Linked DNA regions of Mus musculus: all the other regions are linked to region 2. Evidence: chromatin contacts called from public HiChIP or PLAC-seq and promoter capture Hi-C data. All regions are on one chromosome and are shown on one strand. Each heading gives the region's core, a stretch centred on a gene start, on an enhancer-like site or on the middle of the called end of the contact. The rest is flanking DNA. Distances are from core to core; before and after follow the strand shown. Region 1 overlaps Tfpi (tissue factor pathway inhibitor). Region 2 holds the start of Zc3h15 (zinc finger CCCH-type containing 15). Region 3 overlaps Ctnnd1 (catenin (cadherin associated protein), delta 1). Region 4 holds the start of Tfpi (tissue factor pathway inhibitor). Region 5 overlaps Ctnnd1 (catenin (cadherin associated protein), delta 1). Region 6 has its middle 7.8 kb from the start of Gm13710.

Region 1 (2,700 bases), core at 182-2,681, 810 kb after region 2:
ATCAAGAAACAACAGTGGGCCAGAAACCTAGAAATGTAAACAGCAGGCTTTCCTGGGAAATCACATTGTTCTTCTAAAATTATTGAATCTGCACTGAGACCTCAACCACACCAACTCTTGTGCCACAGGCTTCCCGGAAACCTACCTGGTATGCATGTTTTCTTACACTCTTCCAGGGTATCAAATCGGTTCTCGTTCCCTTCACATCCCCCGTATATAAATTCTTCACATTGATGAGTATACATATTGAAAAAATAACTCCTTATCATTGCTTTGCATGGACCATCATCTGCCTTCATTGCACAAAATGTATGTAGCGGTTTCATTGACCCCAGCTCAGAATCTACAAGGTAAATTTTAAAACATCACGTGTGTAGCTCTCTCCCAACACTATGATAACATCCTTGCTGTTGTTTTGCCAAATATACAATTTCCACCGTCAATTTTTAAATGAGAAAATTAAAACTGAAAATTCAGGTTATTATGGGTTCCATGCAAGTAACGACCTGAGTGAGCGAGCCTATATGTTCCACGTGTTTGATAATTTATATATGATCTATAAGGAAGGCACTTGAGGCTTTAAATGGCATAAACCAATTTGTCCTTTAGAGGGCAGCAGTGCTCTGTTAAGAGACAATCTATGAGCACTACTGTAAAACATTCTCTTCATTCACCATTATTTTAAATACTAAAACATGAATGGACATCACGTCAAAGTTCTCACCTAAAAATTATTTTAAAACAAAGTGTAAATTGTACATAGATGATAATCTAGTAATAAATCCATTTTTTTAATTCCCTACAATTTTAAAATGTGAATTTTTGGAAAATATTTTACATACATTTGATCTAGGCTACTTTCAACTATCTTCTTCCATTTGCAATTCATTACTATAGTTAAATATTAATTAATATATTCTGGCCATATTTTAATAAAGTTATGATTCTAACAAAGACATTGGAATGTTCCCACTTATTTCTTCCTTTTTTACTTATTTACTTGTTTGCGAACATGCTTGCAGGTATGCATAAGTGGAGGGGTGCACATACTCCCTGACTGTCTCTCTTCAATTGCAATCTCTCACTACCCTAGAACTCAAAAGGCACGCTAGGCTGGCTGGCTGGCTCTGGGGACACCGGGCCTCAGGAATCTGCCTTTCTCTGGCTTCCCACTACAGGACTTACAGACATGCACCGCCAAAGTCCAGCTTATTTTTACATTCATTCTGGAATAAAACTCAGTTCCTGGTCTTACAAGTCAAGCTCATTCCTGTCTCCTCAGCCCCAATCACCTATAGTACTGGTAAAATCAGATATCTGTGGTGTCAAACGTCAAGTTGACTGAATCAAGAGTTATCTGAGAGATGGCTACTGAGCAGGCCTGGGGTATGGCGGGGAAGCACTGATTGATTCTTTGACTCCCACGCTCTGGGCTGAGAACTAGACAGTGTTACCGGAAGGAGAGCTAAGCACAGATTTTGTCGTGCTTCTCTCTGGCTGACTTATATCAGCTCTTGCTTACTGAAATCGTGTGTGTGTGTGTGTGTGTGTGTGTGTGTGTGTGTGTGTGTGTGTGTGTGTGTGTGTGTGTGTGTGAGTGTGAGTGAGTGTGAGAGAGAGAGAGAGAGAGAGAGAGAGAGAGAGAGAGAGAGGGAGAGAGGGAGAGAGAGAGAGAGCGTTTCTGTCGGTATGTGTTCAGGAAGACACAGAGCCCAAGTTCAGCCTGCTATTTAATAAGTTGGCCACAAGAGGGAGACAGTGTACCACAAAAGAGTTGTTTCTTCAGTGCTGTTGATGTAGTTACAGTAATTACCGGCAAACTTTCCTCTGAGTAATTACAATCTCATGGAACTTCGTTATAAAATCATCTAATGATCTCCCAGCAGTGATGCCAGACACCTTTAATCCCAGCACTTGGGAGGCAGAGGCAGGCAGATTTCTGAGTTGGAGACCAGCCTGGTCTACAGAGTTAATTCCAGGACAGCCAGGGCTACACAGAGAAACCCTATCTCAAAAACAAAAACAAAAACAAAAAGCAGATCTACTTTTGTAGATGTTCTTTGTGATGCAGGTTTTATCAAGTTGCTTAGACTTATACGTGCAGATGAGAGAACTGACTCTCATATGCTATTATACCAGGTATAATTCACAATAATAAGAGTAAGATTATCACAGACCTGAAAGGCTGAGATTTCACCCAAATACTTGGACTAAACAATTCAATTTAATAAAGTAATGTCTGCTCAATAGCACTCTAAAAATTGCTTTATAAAGCTGGAACTCATTTTTGATGAAAATCTGGTGCTAAATTCATAGCAACCACGTAAAGACAAAAACACTATCAACTTTTTATTTCGTTATTACCTTATTTCTTTAGAATTCCCATATTAATGAAGTTACCATAATTTTATATCAGTATATTCTATGCATTGATCTTGTTGCTGTTCACACCTAAGCAGGATGTCCCAGACAACAGGAAGACCTCGGGTTAATCTCGGACATCCACAGCCATCCACTCTTGGGAAGGTGTATGCCTGTCTTGGTTTTCATTTATGGGGATAACCTTTTTGAGTATTAAAATTGTGCCCTGAATACGTATCTATCAAGAACTGGGTTGTTATTGCAGATACAACAATATATCGGGCAGCAGGCCCTTTTAATGACGCTTGCAATCACTAATTTACAATAATTACAATAGTA
Region 2 (2,700 bases), core at 39-2,538:
AGATTACTACATTCTGCTACTACAGGAATTCTTAATCAACTTCTGAAGAATAAATAATACAGAAAAGTAAACTGTCACAGTGTTCCACAAAGGCTCCTGTTGAGTTGGGTGACACTCCTAGGGAGAGTGGAACACATGAAGGGAAGTAGATCACTGGGGAAAGCCCTTGAAAGGAATATTGGGTCCCCTGCCCCTAAGTGTCTCTTTTTGCTTTGGTTGCCATCAGATGAACACTGTCCATTTCCCTCATGGTGGCATTAGGGTTCCAAAGTAGTTTTCTGCTTATGAAATTGTTGAAAAACTAATAACTCCCTTCTCTGGAAGGATGATTCTTCTGTTAATCAATGTAGGTAAAACAGTAACCATGCAAAAGAACAGCCATTCATTGTGTGCTTTTTTAAAGTCAGTATTTGGCTGAATAAAAAATAGTAGATTCATTTGCATATCAAAAGCCATACTTTTGGTTTAGTCTACAATATAAACAGAGCCCTGAAGCAAGACTAACCAGGCTGAAATTCTTATCTTGGATTTTACATTTAGCCACCTTTCTTTCTGCGTTTCATCTCAAACAGTGCTAACAGTTAACCATTCGTACCTCAGTGTAGATGTAATGAGTGAAATCGTGTGTGTAAAGTCATTATGGAATTTACCAAACACTTAAACTAACCTTAAATTGGGCTTGGCCCATACTGTTAGGCTAGTTTGACATAGTAAAATAGTGATTTTTTTTTTTCCGGAATCGTTAAGGCAGCCCCCTAAAATTAGTACAGGACTTGAAGAGAAACTAAGGATTTCACCCACTAGGACTCCACGTCTGACGATCTCCAAATGAAACTTTATTTCTTTACGCAACTTCATACTGAAGGTGCTGCATTGCAACCCTGCCCCTCCAGAGGACAAGACAGTAGCTCATAATTGATGCAGCCGCTCCGTGATTACTCAAGATGGTACTGTCCAGTGCTAACTAGATCTAGAACTCTCTACGCCAGGGGTCTATACAAGTGAGGTGAGGAGGCATCACTCGCGGTGCTAATGAAGGACGAAGCCAAGCAAGTGGCAAGCGCCTCACCAAAAGGAGGCGTCACACGCCGCGCCTTTCCCAGTTCCCACGTCTCATCCACGCCCCCTCCCGGCTCGGCGCAGCCGGAGCGCACGCGCAGCTCCACTTCCGGGCGCCTCGCCTCGCGCCCCACAGTGCATAGCGGCGCCGTGCTGTCGCAAAGGCCACATCCGGGCGGCGAATGAGCGAGTCGCTTTCCGTGCGCTGCGGCGGCGGCTGGGTCTTCCTGCTCCCGCCGAGCTGCCGGACGCCCCGACGGTAGCCATCTGCGTCGCAGTCGGCCCGGTGCCCCCCGCCTCCGCGATGCCCCCCAAGAAACAGGCTCAGGCCGGGGGCAGCAAGAAGGCGGAGCAGAAGAAGAAGGAGAAGATCATCGAGGTACGTCCCCTCCCCCTCCCCGCCGCACCGGGCTGGGGCTCGCCGGGCTGCGGAGCGCGGCTCCCCGGGGCCACGTGTCGGCGCCCGGCCCGGTGGGCCCCGACTGAAGTGGTTCTCGCCGCCCCTCATCGCTGTAGTGAGGCCGCTGCGCCCCCGCGCTCGCCGCGTCTCCACCCACGCGCCCGCCGCGCCCACTCGGCCGCCCAGGGACCCCCGGCCCGGCCTTTCGATGCTCACGACTTTCCGCGGCTCCTCGGGCTGTGCCTGAAAAAACAAGCTGAGTGGCGCTCTGGAAGGCCCCTCCTGACTGACCTGACGCCTTGGGTTTGGTTTTTTTCTTTATCAGGCAGTGAGAGGTAGCGCTGTTCATTTTCAAGAGCCAGCGGACTATTTACCACTTTTTTGTTGTTGTTGTTTCTTTTGGTGTTTGGTCCATCTGGAAACTTTCGTGTCAAGAACAGAGGTTTCCCAAAAAGCGTGGCCCAGCGGTTTTGTACAGAATGCTTCGTTCATACATGGAGTCTGAATTAAACGTAGGCTCTGTCACAGTACCTATGTTAAATTGGGAGCTCCCAGTTTACCTACACACACACACACACACACACACACACACACGAGCGTCTTTTAATGCATTGAACTTGTAGGCATTCAGTGAGTGAGGCAAGGTACTGATGTTCTTAAATGTTCCTCAGGTTACAACGATTGTCTACTTGAGTTTCCTTAAGATAGGTAATGAAATTTCACATTCGATAAACGTATTTCTTCCATACTAATCCTCATTTAAAAGTAAATGGTACCTCATAGACTTGGATGTAGTTGGAAGAAAAGATGACTATTTTACAGCATCTGAGTATAAAGTAACCTTTAGTAGGCTCGTTCTTATTAAAATAGCCAGAATGAATGTTTGGGGTTTCGAAATGAGATGTTTGCTTATGATCGTTTTTTTTCAACATTTGATTGTTATAGCCTTGAAAGATAGAAGTGAGAATTCGCCAGGGTTCCTTTATACACGCTAATGAGATTAATCTTTTGTCAGATTGTATGTAGTTAAAGTTGGCTGATTTAATTTAAATAAAATTAATGTGAACACATCTAATAATTTACTGACTGTTGGAGTTCTAAGGTAGAACTGCCGTAGCCAAACATCTGGAAGCAAAACTGTTGCCAAGCAGTGCTGGTGTGTGCCTTTCATCTCAGTAGACAGTTTGCCTGGTCTACAGAATGGCCAGAGCACACAGAGAAACTCTTGTCCAAGGGAAAAT
Region 3 (2,700 bases), core at 51-2,550, 970 kb after region 2:
CTTCTAACAGTCAGGCTCAAGGTCCAAAAAGCTGCAGTGGCCATTCAGAAAGCTAAGTCTCTCTCTTTTCTTTTCTTTTCTTTTCTTTTCTTTTCTTTTTTTTTTTTTTTTTTTTTTTTTTGAGGCATGCTCTCCCTCTGTACCTCCACAAGGCTTTGAACTGGCAGCAATCCTCCTGCCTGCAGTACTAAGGCTACAGGCATGCACCATTATACTCAGCCTAGTTTTGGCTCTAGACTAAATACTGTGACTTTTCCCAACACTTTCACTGTAACCTCAAATCCATTAAGTCAGAGAGAAATGTTAACATAGCGCACAGAACATGTTACCATATCCAAAGTCTCTGGAGAATAAGGAGGGTAGCTTACCTCGAGCAGGACTAGTTCTTTTAGGGAAATCCACTGTATCATTTGCTGGATCCTCTGTAGGCTTTTTCCCTATGAAAATGGAGAAAGGGTGGAGAGAACAGGGGAAATAATTTTTTAAAAAAGGAAAGATTCGACCTGGCAGTTTTTCATCCTTCAGTCAGAATCTTCAGATCAGAGATGCAGCATCAAAAGAGGCAAAAGAAGAGAAACCCCACACATAACTGTCCCAACAGGATGATGCAGAAACAAGGAAGACCAAAACAGGCAGTAGACTGTCCAAAAGGATGACCACTCCTGTGGCTGTTAACTGAGTTCTGATAAAAGGGACTGCTGCCCAGAAACAACATGTAAAACCACAACCCAGAAGATTTAAACTTATTCCAATGCTTTCCCTCAACTAAGTTTTCCTACATGCATCCATGGGGAAGGTTAGACAAAGAGATATTAAGAAAGGTAAGAACCAAACCATGCAAGTTAGGAGACAAGCGCCTTAAAAGATTGCACTCACCTCTGGAGAACCACTCATCTTCCAGTGCATCACCAAGGTGGAAAGCGAGGAGAGAAATGAAGGAAGAAAACGCAGGAGAAAGATGTCAACAGGATCATGGGCAAGTACACAAGAAAGCAGAGAAGGAGGAGGAATAGGGAGGAAGACCCCGGTGTAGCTGAGTTCTTGTCCTTCACTGCCCCAGATGCCAATACACTAACAATCGTCACCATCCTCACACACCACCACCACCACCACCACCACCACCTTACCACCCGTCAAGGCATGTAGAACAAGGGAGGAGCAGCAACAGAGCAAAAGGACACAACTCTACTAGGGAGACTTCCACGCTATTTATTAAATCCCTATAAAGCTAAGTGTTCCTCTTGTCCCATATTAAAGTACTGGAACTAAGCAAAACTCACCTTTGCCCTTCTTGGCTCCAAAGCAACTGGCAGCGTGTGGCCCAGTACTGTTAGCCACAGTAGGAAGGGCCTCCTGGTAACGCTCTGCCTGTGGGATTTCACGATGAACTTGGTATGATAAGTTCCGGAGGAGGCAAACACAATTCTCCACAAGCTTAGGGACATAAAACAAAAAGGTTCAGTTGGAAAAGAGAATGCTTATGATGACTTCCAAGAAAATCCAAGTCTCCATGTTTTGAGTATTAAAAGATCAATCCTAAATGCATAACTCAATCCATCTTCTCTCAGGTTGCCTTGTCAGTACCCCAAGATCCTCAAAATTCTTGTTTCCTTCATGCTAACAGGGTGTCTAATTATAGACATGTACTGGCTTCTACAACTAGTTGGTGACCCAACACTTAGGCCCCTGTTTTCCCTACTAAGAAAATATATAATGTGGAAGACTACTAAGCAGCTTAACTCTATATGGGACACACACACCTAAAGAAAACTATCTTTGGAGCTGAAGGGATGGCTTAGTCATTAACAGCACTTGCTGCACAACAAGTCTGGCATGATCTTGAATGCACCTATAAACCAGTGCTATAGGAACAGCATTGCTGAAGTACTTGCTGCCAGCCTAGCCAAAGAACACAACCTCCAGATTCAAGGTGAGACCCTGTCTAAAAAGAATAAGGTGGAAAGTGCCTGAGTAACAAACAAGGAACAAATGTTCTCCTGGCTTCTTCTCTGTGTACTTGCACGCACACACACACACACACACACACACACACACACACACATACACACACACACACACACACACACACTTCTCTTTGTCTAAACTAAATGCCCATTTTAGGGAGAGGGGGTAGCATAATAAATATTTTATATTACCTGATAGCCTGAGGTGGTAGGTCTGGACCACAGGCGCCTTAGTGAACAAAATTCACTTAGTCATTCATTAACTTACCTTACTGTCTGAATCCTTCTGCCCAATTTCTGCCTGAACGATGAAAATGAGGGCATCAACTAAGCCGTCACATTCCCGAAGTTTCCTCCGGGCTTCACTCCTCTCTGAGCTTACGTTCCTAAGGGAAACACAAAATTAAGTAGAGGACTTAAATCCATAAAGTGCCCCCCACAGATATTGTTCTTCATTTCCATCGAAAGCTTCCTTAAAACCTTTTGTATTCAGTACAATAGGCAATTGATACTTAAAAGCAAGGTACTGCAGTTGGAAATTGACTGAAAGTCTGTCTGCTGAGCTTTCTCAAGCTTGTGAAGTCCTGTTGAAAAACATGCATACCAGGAACTGGAACAGGCAGGCAGCGTCAAGAGCACTAGCACTGGATGCTCTTCTAAGGACTTGGGTTCAACCCTCAGCACCCACACAAAGGTTGTAGCTCCAGAGGATCTGACACCCTCTTTCAGGCTAAGT
Region 4 (2,700 bases), core at 2-2,501, 830 kb after region 2:
GGCAGGCGGATCTCTGAGTTCGAGGCCAGCCTGGGTCTACAGATCGAGTTCCAGGACAGCCAGGGCTATACAGAGAGAAACCCTGTTTCAAAAAACAAAAGCAAAACACAAACAAAGTAAAAATGGAAATCACTTCATGGGGAAAAAAAAAAAAGAGAATACTCTTAAGTTGCGACAAAATAGCATGGACAAATTGAGATGTTAAAAACGATTAAAAAACTTTTATCGACAGTGTGGTTATTCAATGTGTACTGCTAGAGAAGAGGACATTCATAAGTATCTGAAATATTCTGGCATATTTTATAGTTAAACCAAGACTTAGAAGACTTAGAAACCAATCCGGGGGTGGGAGGGCATATCTGGACCACAACTTCATTTCTTATCGGTGGCTAGTCTCACTGTAGACCAGGCTGACTGAAACTTACAGACCCACCTCACTCTGCCTCAGAGGGCTAGGATTACAGGAGTGCCCCTGCATCTGGCCTTTCTTCTCAGTTTGAGGTTGTGATGAGAGCAAGGGATAACAACTAGTGAGGGTGGGCAGGCACCATAAAAGGGCATTTGTCAGAATGCCCCCGCAGGGCACCAAGAGTGCCAACGCAGAAGTCTGCTTCCTGCTTCTGTGCCATCTCCCGAATGAGCACCTCTGCCCAGAAGCGACGGTGACATCGTGACTGACACTGAGCAATGCACCTGGACACCTTGTAGTTGGGCCAACTGGACTGGCCAGCACACCTCCACCGCACCACCACCACCATCTCCCTTGGGTTTCTTACCTTGATGAGTCAGTAGTCCTTAAATGAGATCTGGAGATGAGGTCCCAAAATTATACCGTCTTCAGAAGAAATCCGGAGACAGGTCCCGAAAGTGATACAGTCTAAAAATAATAGTTTAGAGGGTCTTAATTGGGTTCCGTTTCTCTGGCAGTTAAAGAAATTAAAGGCAGGAAATTTCAGAAGAGCAATAGAGAGAAGTAGGAGTTAAAGGCAAGCATCTACTTAGGGTGGGGAACACACTCACGCGTCAGACACACGGAGAAAAAGATTCTCTGTAAAGGTTGCTCGGGAAGCCGAAAACCCCAGTCTCTTCTCTCGAGTCCTGAGGTTTTAAAGCATTCGAAGAGTCTTCCTCCCCCACTTCAGGGTTGGTCAGTTTGCCGTTGATTGGTCCGAAACTATGAAACTGTGAAACTATGTGTGACATGTCCTCATCAGGTCTTGACCTTGTTGAGCCAGTCCCTCAGTAAGGATTCTCCCCTGGAAGCTTTTGTGTCAAAGTCAATAGGTGAGGAAGCTAGCCATTATCTAGCCACGGCCCTCTCCCTATCTGGTGCCTACCAGGAAGTCTGTCAAACTTTTACCCTAATAGACAACAATACCCAGCTTCTGGTAACAGGAAAGAAGATGGGCGGCCACAGACTTCACCTGGAGCAAAGCACTGCCCCAGGCTCACCCGAGGCCTGGGTCCTGCCCAAACTGTGGACACTGTGGGATCCTATTCTGCCCTACTCTGCCTCTCTAAGGTAGTTTTCCCAAGTTCCACGGGAAAATCTCTTAGACCGTCTGGGTCTGGTGGCTGAGGGCTGATTGCTGCCCACTGTGGTTAACTGAAGACTTAACGCTGCCCTGTGTGTGTGGCTGCAAAACTCGGTTCACCTCTGCTCACAACAGATCACCATACTGACTGTTCAGGTGGCAGTTAAATCTGTCATTCTTAATTGGCCCAGAGGCCATTTGGTCTATACTTCCTGCTCAAATTTACCCTCAGACCTCTGGGGTGATGTTGACTGCGTGTTTTATCAGATTGGGAGCAGCAATCTGATAAATCTTAGCCTCTCACCTCAGGGACACAGCTGCTTAGTCAGACCGTTTCCTAAGGCCTTGCCTTCTCAGGGACACAGCTGCTTAGTCAGACCGTTTCCTAAGGCCTTGCCTTTTCCAGAGCTCAGGTCTCCAGCTGAGACAGGCAAGCTCACAGACACGTTTGCCTCGCTGACAGGCTTCCTGCTGAGAAAGATAAACTCACAAAAACAGATTTCAGTGTGAGAGCAAACTCAAGCCATCGTGTTGTTACTCAAAACTTGCTCTCTGCTGTTCCTTTATTCAAAAGAGCTTACTTTTTTGTGACTTTGTTCACTAATCAAACACCTATGCCTCAAAGTATTAGAGTTTTCCAGATTTTAAAAAAAAAAAAAAAGTTTAAAGTTTATGCAACTTGCCAAGGTCTGAGGAAGGGATTCAAAGTATGTGAAAATGATTTAAGGTGCGTGAAAAATGAGACTTTCAAGATGGTATACGATGTGAAGACTTCAGGGTTCACTCAGTGGAGTTCTGATGAATCTAGCCCTGGTAAAACACTGGCTACTAAACTTTTTAAAAACATCATAGTCACAGGCCCAAAATTGTTAATTTTCTTTAGTTGTTTTCTAAATAAAGGCACTTATCATTGTGAAAAAAACACCTCTGTTCTTTTGTTCTCTTCCCTGACAAGAAATCTCTGTCTTATTACAGATAAATAAATGTTCATGCTCCTATTATGCTAATAACTTTTCAAGCTTTGTTTTGCTAAGGCTCAAAGGTCTATTCCAACTGTTTACAGATTTTTGTTAACTGCTTTGCTACAATGAGTACTTCCTTGCAGAACACAGACAGTGGTCATTCTATCTAAACCTTTAACCTCTTTTTATATGCTTAAAACAGT
Region 5 (2,700 bases), core at 52-2,551, 990 kb after region 2:
CCTGAGCCATATGCACAAAGTCCCTCATTTTTCAAAGCCTTGATGAGACTATCAATAGATACCCCTTCTGTGAGGTTTTGGAAACATCTGTCTTTATGAACAACAGTGCATCTATGAAGAAAGCAGTGACAGGAAGCACGACACTTTAACTATATTAACAGGTAACAGGATGAAATGCTTTCCCATCTGAATGAAAGATAAAACCCAGGCCTAGAGCACAGTGTGCTGCAATCTCCCCATAGAAATTCTCAGCAGAATCTTCTCAGTACCTTCTGATCCAGTACCAACCTGTCTGTAAGGTGGTCTGGCCAGTACCTGTGTGATGGCCATATTCTCTGAAAACCTAGGTGGGCTCCAGCGGCTCTCTGCCCACAGTGCTATGTCTGCTTTGCTATACTAAGTGAACATATCGTAAGTAGCACTGCCGGTAAGCAGCCCTACTCAAGGCCATAGTACTTCTCCCCACACGGGAGGGTAGGAACTTTCTATGCTTCCAGTGTTATGAGTCATCCTAAGTACACAAAAGTTAAAACAAGGGGTTTTATTGTTATTTTTTGAGCAGGATATGATAGTATTACATACTTGTAATCCAAATACAAAAAATACAAGGGAGGCTGAAACAAGAGAATTTCAAGCTAGTCTGGGCTACAGAGTGAGCTCCTATCTTCTCTCTCTCTCTCTCTCTCTCTCTCTCACACACACACACACACACACACACACACACACACACACGTTTGAGGAAGGAAGTAGGGTAGACATGGGCAAGGAGTAGTGGATCCACCCCGAGGGACCTTTGGGTCTTACCTTCCCTTTACAAGGCAAAGCATTCCTCAGTTCTGGGGCTCGTATTCTATACGTTTCTTTTTTGTTGTTTTGTTTTTGTATTTAGAGACGGGGAGTCTCTCCTTGTAGCCTTTCTATCCTTGAACTCAAAGAGATCTGCCTACCTGTGGTCCCCAAGCATGAGCCACCACCTCCCAGCATCTGACTAAGTTTCTTTTTATAAGGAGCAAGTACTCAAATCAAAATCAGGTACTTCTTTATACCAATCACCTACTTTGATTGGCAAGCCTCATCTAGAAATTTAGCAAAAAACAGTCACCCTTATGCCACCTCAAATAAGAAAATCTCATCAAAATATTGTTTTTTAATTATGACATCTCACTAAGTCAAGCGCAAAGATCACAGTTGGGATGAGAAAGAGAAGGAACAAGAAGCAGAGAAGACTGTGCTGGCAGCATCAGACAGAGGGAAGGGATTGTTCTAGCGGTATGTTAGCAATCTGCCTCTAGGGCAGCTGTCCTCCTGGTCAATCAAAGGCGGGTCTGTGTGTGTGCTCAGAGCTAGCCAGCTTAGCAAGAAGTTGAGGACTCAGCCACCCAATCAACAGTGATAAAAGATGCCTACTTCACAGCTGGAATGAAGAGCAGGAAAAACAAAACAAGAAAGAAAGGGGGCAGCAGGAGGAGGACAAACTGTCATGGGTACACTACTTCAATCCCAGGGAACTACCAGCTATGCCCGGTTAGGGGTAAACATTGGCCACCTGCAGTAAGGGGATGCTGAAATCAAATAGGCAGGGTGGGTACTCCTGTGGGTAGCAAGGTGCCACACAGAAAGGCTCCAGGATTACCAGTTTCTTTGCCCCCTTCAAACCCCAAACAACTTCTGCAACCTACATAGTACATCAACATTATCTAACATCATCCATGCCCTCCTAGAATTCCATTCTTAATTAAATCCTAGATCCATAAATAAGCATAGCATACACAAAACTCAGTAAGCTCTTCAATGCTAAGAGATCAAGGCCATTTATATAACTCAAGTGCTGAGATGTAAAAGGCCACAGTCAGATCTCACACCCTCTAATCCCTCAGAGTAGCTAGCTGCTCTGAGACCCATTAGACACAAAGGCTGCTCTCTTCTCAGTAGGGCTCTGCAGCAGAGCCGCTCTCCAGGGACAAAGAGATTTCACAGGAGAACCACAAAGACATCACCCCTCTCTGTTCCCCCACTCCCAGCTTTCTCACTTCCTGTCACAGTAGCACCAGACCACAGTCTCCCAGAAACAAACAAATACAAAGTGCTGGATTCTGGGCTGCAGGCCAACCACATTCCAGGGCATCCTGTCTACCAATCACCAGTTAGAGCTCCTACTTTGCCCTGCTCAGTTCCTTATCGTGTTCAGGAAAACAACCCTCCTCTCAGCCTGAAGCCAACACTACATAGGACAAAGCTCAGGCCTTTAAGAATCAGCAGAAAGATACTATATGCACAGACCTAAGTAAGAGTCTTGGGGGGGGGGGGGTGGAAGAGATTTTTAATATTGTACCTGGCAAATTTTTTCACCTTAAGACACTGAAATAGGGATTTAAAAGCTAAAGCTGCTATTCCAGTCAGCACAGCTACAAGTGGCACCACCACCCCCCCAAGAAAGTGCCATCAAGATGATCACCAACAGTAGAACATGTCACCCATTTCCACTGCTTTTAAACTCTTCAAACTTGCCTACATGTGGAACTGATTCCTAAAGCCGGCCCCACCGAGAACAAACAAAGGCAGCAGACTCCACCCTACAGAAAGGCAGTTTATCAAGTTCTGAGGGCAAAGTTCCTGACTTCCCAAGAGAACAGGAGGAGGGCCACTAGGAATTGCACTGTAGCTCAGGCAGCAAAGAGGCTGACAGGCAACCTTAGCTTT
Region 6 (2,700 bases), core at 180-2,679, 850 kb after region 2:
GCTCAAGAGTTATCAAAGGAGAAGAATATTAGTATGTAGCCTAGAGACTGTTCTTGTTATATTTTGGTGAAGAATATGACTGCTTTTTGTTCTGAAGAGTCTGCCTGAGGTTAAGGTGAAGAGATTTCAGTTAATTGCTTTGACAAAGGAATTCTCAAAACAGCCTGGTATAAATTTTGTTGTGTGGTTACTAAAGTATCATCTTTGAAGAACATTTTTAATGAAAAGGAGCAAACTGAGAAAAGAAAAATACAAAACATATGGTTCAAAGAATAAAGGGGCACCAGGAAGTAAAATTGAGCTGAATCCTATGTTCAAGGAAATAAACAGATTAAGGGAGTGGTGACCTCAATGCAAGGTCCCACCCTGCTAAGCTTATTGTTTACGCTTTTGCAGATGAACAAGGGATTTGGTTATTGTTCCCATTTGGACTTTTAATCTGAAATGAACTACAATCTGGAAACAGAGAGCACAACTATGATCCAGATCTTGAGCCTTCTGATCCCAATCTTGAGGAATAATGGTCATAAAAAACTTAGGGCCAGGAATGGTGGTGCACACCTTTAATCCCAGGAGAAAGTGGCAAGCAGATCTCAAGTTCAAGGCCAGCCTAATACAGAGCAAGTTCCAAGTAAAAAAAAGCTTAGATCCAAGCATTCAGGAGACAGAGGCATGCAGATCTCTGAGTTCAAGGTCTGGAACTACAGAGCAAGTTCCAAGACAGCCAAGCTTAGGCAGTGAAGGAGTTGGAAAACAGAAAGCTGGTAACAGAATAAGGGGGACTATGTTCCAGCTCCAGTAAGCAGCAGATCTTGGCAGCTTTGGCCATGTGGCTCTGGCTTTAGAATCAAGAGTAGGAGACTACTGGGACAATTGATGCTGGTTAGCTGGACCTAAAAAATTAGTGTTGATTAATAAGACACTAGCATCCCTGAGGTGAAATCTTCTGGGAAGTGTTTTCTGAGAGCACAAAGAAGCTGTTTTCCAGAGATAGCCAAGGTTGTAACTCAGGCTGCTGCTGCACTTGGTAATGTATAAGAATCACGCAAGTATTTCTGGTTTTGAAGGCATGAAGGGGTCATGGAGAGGAGCTGAGGCTTGGCACTGTGAGAGGCCACTGGTACAGCCTCACCCCACAACTGAATGGATCTTGCAAAAAAGTTGAGACTTGGCACCATTAAGGGAGAGAGGCTATTTGTGAAGCCTAGTTGCAATGAGAAATCCCAGCATATTAGTGATGCCAATACCATGGGATGACCATCAAGAACAGCAGCAGCTGTGAAGTGGAGTCAACCAGAGCCTAGAGTGCTCCAGAGGGCAGAGCCGGAGAAGTGACCCAAGCCCTTTTGAAAAGTCCAGAAGCTCGTGTGTAGATCTCAGATGATCAGGAACAGGAAGCTGTGAGGTTGAAGTTGCCTTGGAGACCTCAAAATGTTAGAGATGCAAGATCCATGGGTACCTGCCGAGGAAAGCTGCTAACAGGAAGTGGTACCAGCCCAGGGGAAAGAAGTTTGTTGTGATCAATAAAGATGAAAAGAGGTGGAGATCTGAAGACCACTTTGGTGGTACAGATTTGAAGTTTGCCCAGCTGGTTTTTGGCTTTGTCCATTATTCCCTCACTATGATGTTTTGGAATGGTAATGTGTGTCTTGTGATGTTTAAGGTATGTGATCTGCTTTTTTATTTTTACTTTAGAGGGGACTACAGTTAAGTGACTGATTGAATCTCAGAAAAGACATTGAACTTTGGATGTTTAATACTGTTGAAACTGTTATAGACTATGGGACTTCTGAAGTTGGTCTAATGTATTTTGCATTATGCTATGGTATGCATTATATTATGGTATGGCCCCCATAGATGTCTATGTTTGGACAAACCTATAAGGGCCAGGGAGTGGAATGTGGTGATTTGACCAGGAGTGGCACTATTAGGAAGCCTTGTTAGCGTTAGTGTGACCTTGATGGAGGGAGTATGTCATTGTGGAGGTGGGCTTTGAGACTCTCCTCCTAGCCATGTGGGAGCCAGGCTTCTCCTGTTTGCTTTTGGATCAAGATGTAGAATTTTCAGCTACTTGTCCTGTATCACATCTGCCTGGACGCTGCCATGCTTCCCACCATGATGATAATGCACTGAATCTCTAAACCTGTAAGCCAGCCCCAATTAAATATTGTCCTTCATAAGAAAAAAAAAGAATGTCTCATTTCTCAGCATTTTAAGAGAAAAACATCCTAATGCTTGCTTCAGCTTACTTTGGAGTGAGATATAAATACACAGACTCCAAAATCCATATACAGAAAAATAGATTTCAAAATAGAGTGGGTTGGCCTGATTGCTGCTTGTATTCTAATGCTAATTTGGGCCCCCAAAACTGGTTGCCCAGAGATGAGAGAGTCCAAGAGGCTAGGTAAGTGACCCTGCCCCCAGTTAACTGTGATTGGCAAATAAAGATGACCACAGCCAATAGCTGGGCAGAAGAGACATAGGTGGGGTTTAGGTTTCCCAGGCTTGGCACCATGAGGAGGAAGAACATGCAGGAGAGAAGAGAAAAGAAGCCACCATGGGATAAGGGTCAAGAGACCATGGCCCTGAGGTCTGCCCTATTGGAGCTAAGAGCAGCCCAGATGAAACATAGTAAGTAGTAAGTAATAACTTGGGGTTATTGATAGGAAAGTAGATTCTAACAGCAGGGAGGGTAGGCAG

The links. Promoter capture Hi-C pulls out the DNA fragments that hold promoters and counts their contacts. HiChIP or PLAC-seq counts read pairs in DNA pulled down with a chosen protein or histone mark.
Region 1: a contact with region 2 is called in a promoter capture Hi-C map of liver, with 2.8 times the contacts expected there. The contact joins the enhancer-like site here to the promoter of Zc3h15 in region 2. A contact is called at or near these places in 12 of 39 promoter capture datasets (the C10 cell line, the HPC-7 cell line, cranial neural crest and 7 more) and 9 of 115 datasets of contacts at active chromatin or transcription factors (astrocytes, bone marrow-derived macrophages, embryonic stem cells and 5 more).
Region 3: a promoter capture Hi-C map of liver shows a contact between it and region 2, with 2.6 times the contacts expected there. The contact joins the enhancer-like site here to the promoter of Zc3h15 in region 2. A contact is called at or near these places in 3 of 39 promoter capture datasets (liver, neutrophils and pre-B cells) and 1 of 115 datasets of contacts at active chromatin or transcription factors (pro-B cells).
Region 4: a promoter capture Hi-C map of stem cell-derived epiblast-like cells shows a contact between it and region 2, with 7 times the contacts expected there. The contact joins the promoter of Tfpi here to the promoter of Zc3h15 in region 2. A contact is called at or near these places in 13 of 39 promoter capture datasets (the C10 cell line, the HPC-7 cell line, HPC-7-derived erythroid cells and 6 more), 4 of 484 Hi-C or Micro-C datasets (B cells, CD4 T cells, Th1 cells and 1 more), 7 of 115 datasets of contacts at active chromatin or transcription factors (embryonic stem cells, memory CD8 T cells, microglia and 2 more) and 3 of 9 other capture datasets (embryonic stem cells, liver and pancreatic islet).
Region 5: a contact with region 2 is called in a FOXA1 HiChIP or PLAC-seq map of pancreatic cancer cells. The contact joins the enhancer-like site here to the promoter of Zc3h15 in region 2. A contact is called at or near these places in 7 of 39 promoter capture datasets (the C10 cell line, embryonic stem cells, hematopoietic stem and progenitor cells and 3 more), 5 of 115 datasets of contacts at active chromatin or transcription factors (astrocytes, embryonic stem cells, epiblast stem cells and 2 more) and 1 of 9 other capture datasets (embryonic stem cells).
Region 6: a promoter capture Hi-C map of pre-B cells shows a contact between it and region 2. The contact joins the enhancer-like site here to the promoter of Zc3h15 in region 2. A contact is called at or near these places in 1 of 39 promoter capture datasets (pre-B cells), 1 of 484 Hi-C or Micro-C datasets (CD4 T cells) and 1 of 115 datasets of contacts at active chromatin or transcription factors (embryonic stem cells).

Annotation. Positions count from the first base shown.
Region 1 is chr2:84,453,655-84,456,354 of GRCm38.p6, forward strand. Tfpi (tissue factor pathway inhibitor) reads right to left here. Exons shown (of 9, transcript NM_011576.1): 4 at 146-343. Among named protein-coding and RNA genes, the nearest start is that of Tfpi, 19 kb to the right of the region's middle. Within about 2 kb of position 1,432, at least 39 of the 459 cell types and tissues checked have an H3K27ac peak or open chromatin away from gene starts, as enhancers often do. A contact at or near this core is called in bone marrow-derived macrophages, liver and memory CD8 T cells, where this site is marked.
Region 2 is chr2:83,643,290-83,645,989 of GRCm38.p6, forward strand. Zc3h15 (zinc finger CCCH-type containing 15) reads left to right here and starts at 1,289. Exons shown (of 10, transcript NM_026934.3): 1 at 1,289-1,438. The coding sequence starts at 1,364.
Region 3 is chr2:84,611,656-84,614,355 of GRCm38.p6, forward strand. Ctnnd1 (catenin (cadherin associated protein), delta 1) reads right to left here. Exons shown (of 19, transcript NM_001085450.1): 8 at 2,233-2,350; 9 at 1,281-1,434; 10 at 877-894; 11 at 369-437. Among named protein-coding and RNA genes, the nearest start is that of Ctnnd1, 38 kb to the right of the region's middle. Within about 2 kb of position 1,301, at least 3 of the 459 cell types and tissues checked have an H3K27ac peak or open chromatin away from gene starts, as enhancers often do. A contact at or near this core is called in liver, where this site is marked.
Region 4 is chr2:84,472,923-84,475,622 of GRCm38.p6, forward strand. It overlaps Tfpi (tissue factor pathway inhibitor), which reads right to left and starts at 1,252. Exons shown (of 9, transcript NM_011576.1): 1 at 1,021-1,252; 2 at 777-877.
Region 5 is chr2:84,633,775-84,636,474 of GRCm38.p6, forward strand. All of the region lies in intron 1 of Ctnnd1 (catenin (cadherin associated protein), delta 1), which reads right to left. Among named protein-coding and RNA genes, the nearest start is that of Ctnnd1, 16 kb to the right of the region's middle. Within about 2 kb of position 1,302, at least 290 of the 459 cell types and tissues checked have an H3K27ac peak or open chromatin away from gene starts, as enhancers often do. A contact at or near this core is called in astrocytes, embryonic stem cells, epiblast stem cells and 3 more, where this site is marked.
Region 6 is chr2:84,497,687-84,500,386 of GRCm38.p6, forward strand. No RefSeq gene overlaps it. Among named protein-coding and RNA genes, the nearest start is that of Gm13710, 7.8 kb to the right of the region's middle. Within about 2 kb of position 1,430, at least 10 of the 459 cell types and tissues checked have an H3K27ac peak or open chromatin away from gene starts, as enhancers often do.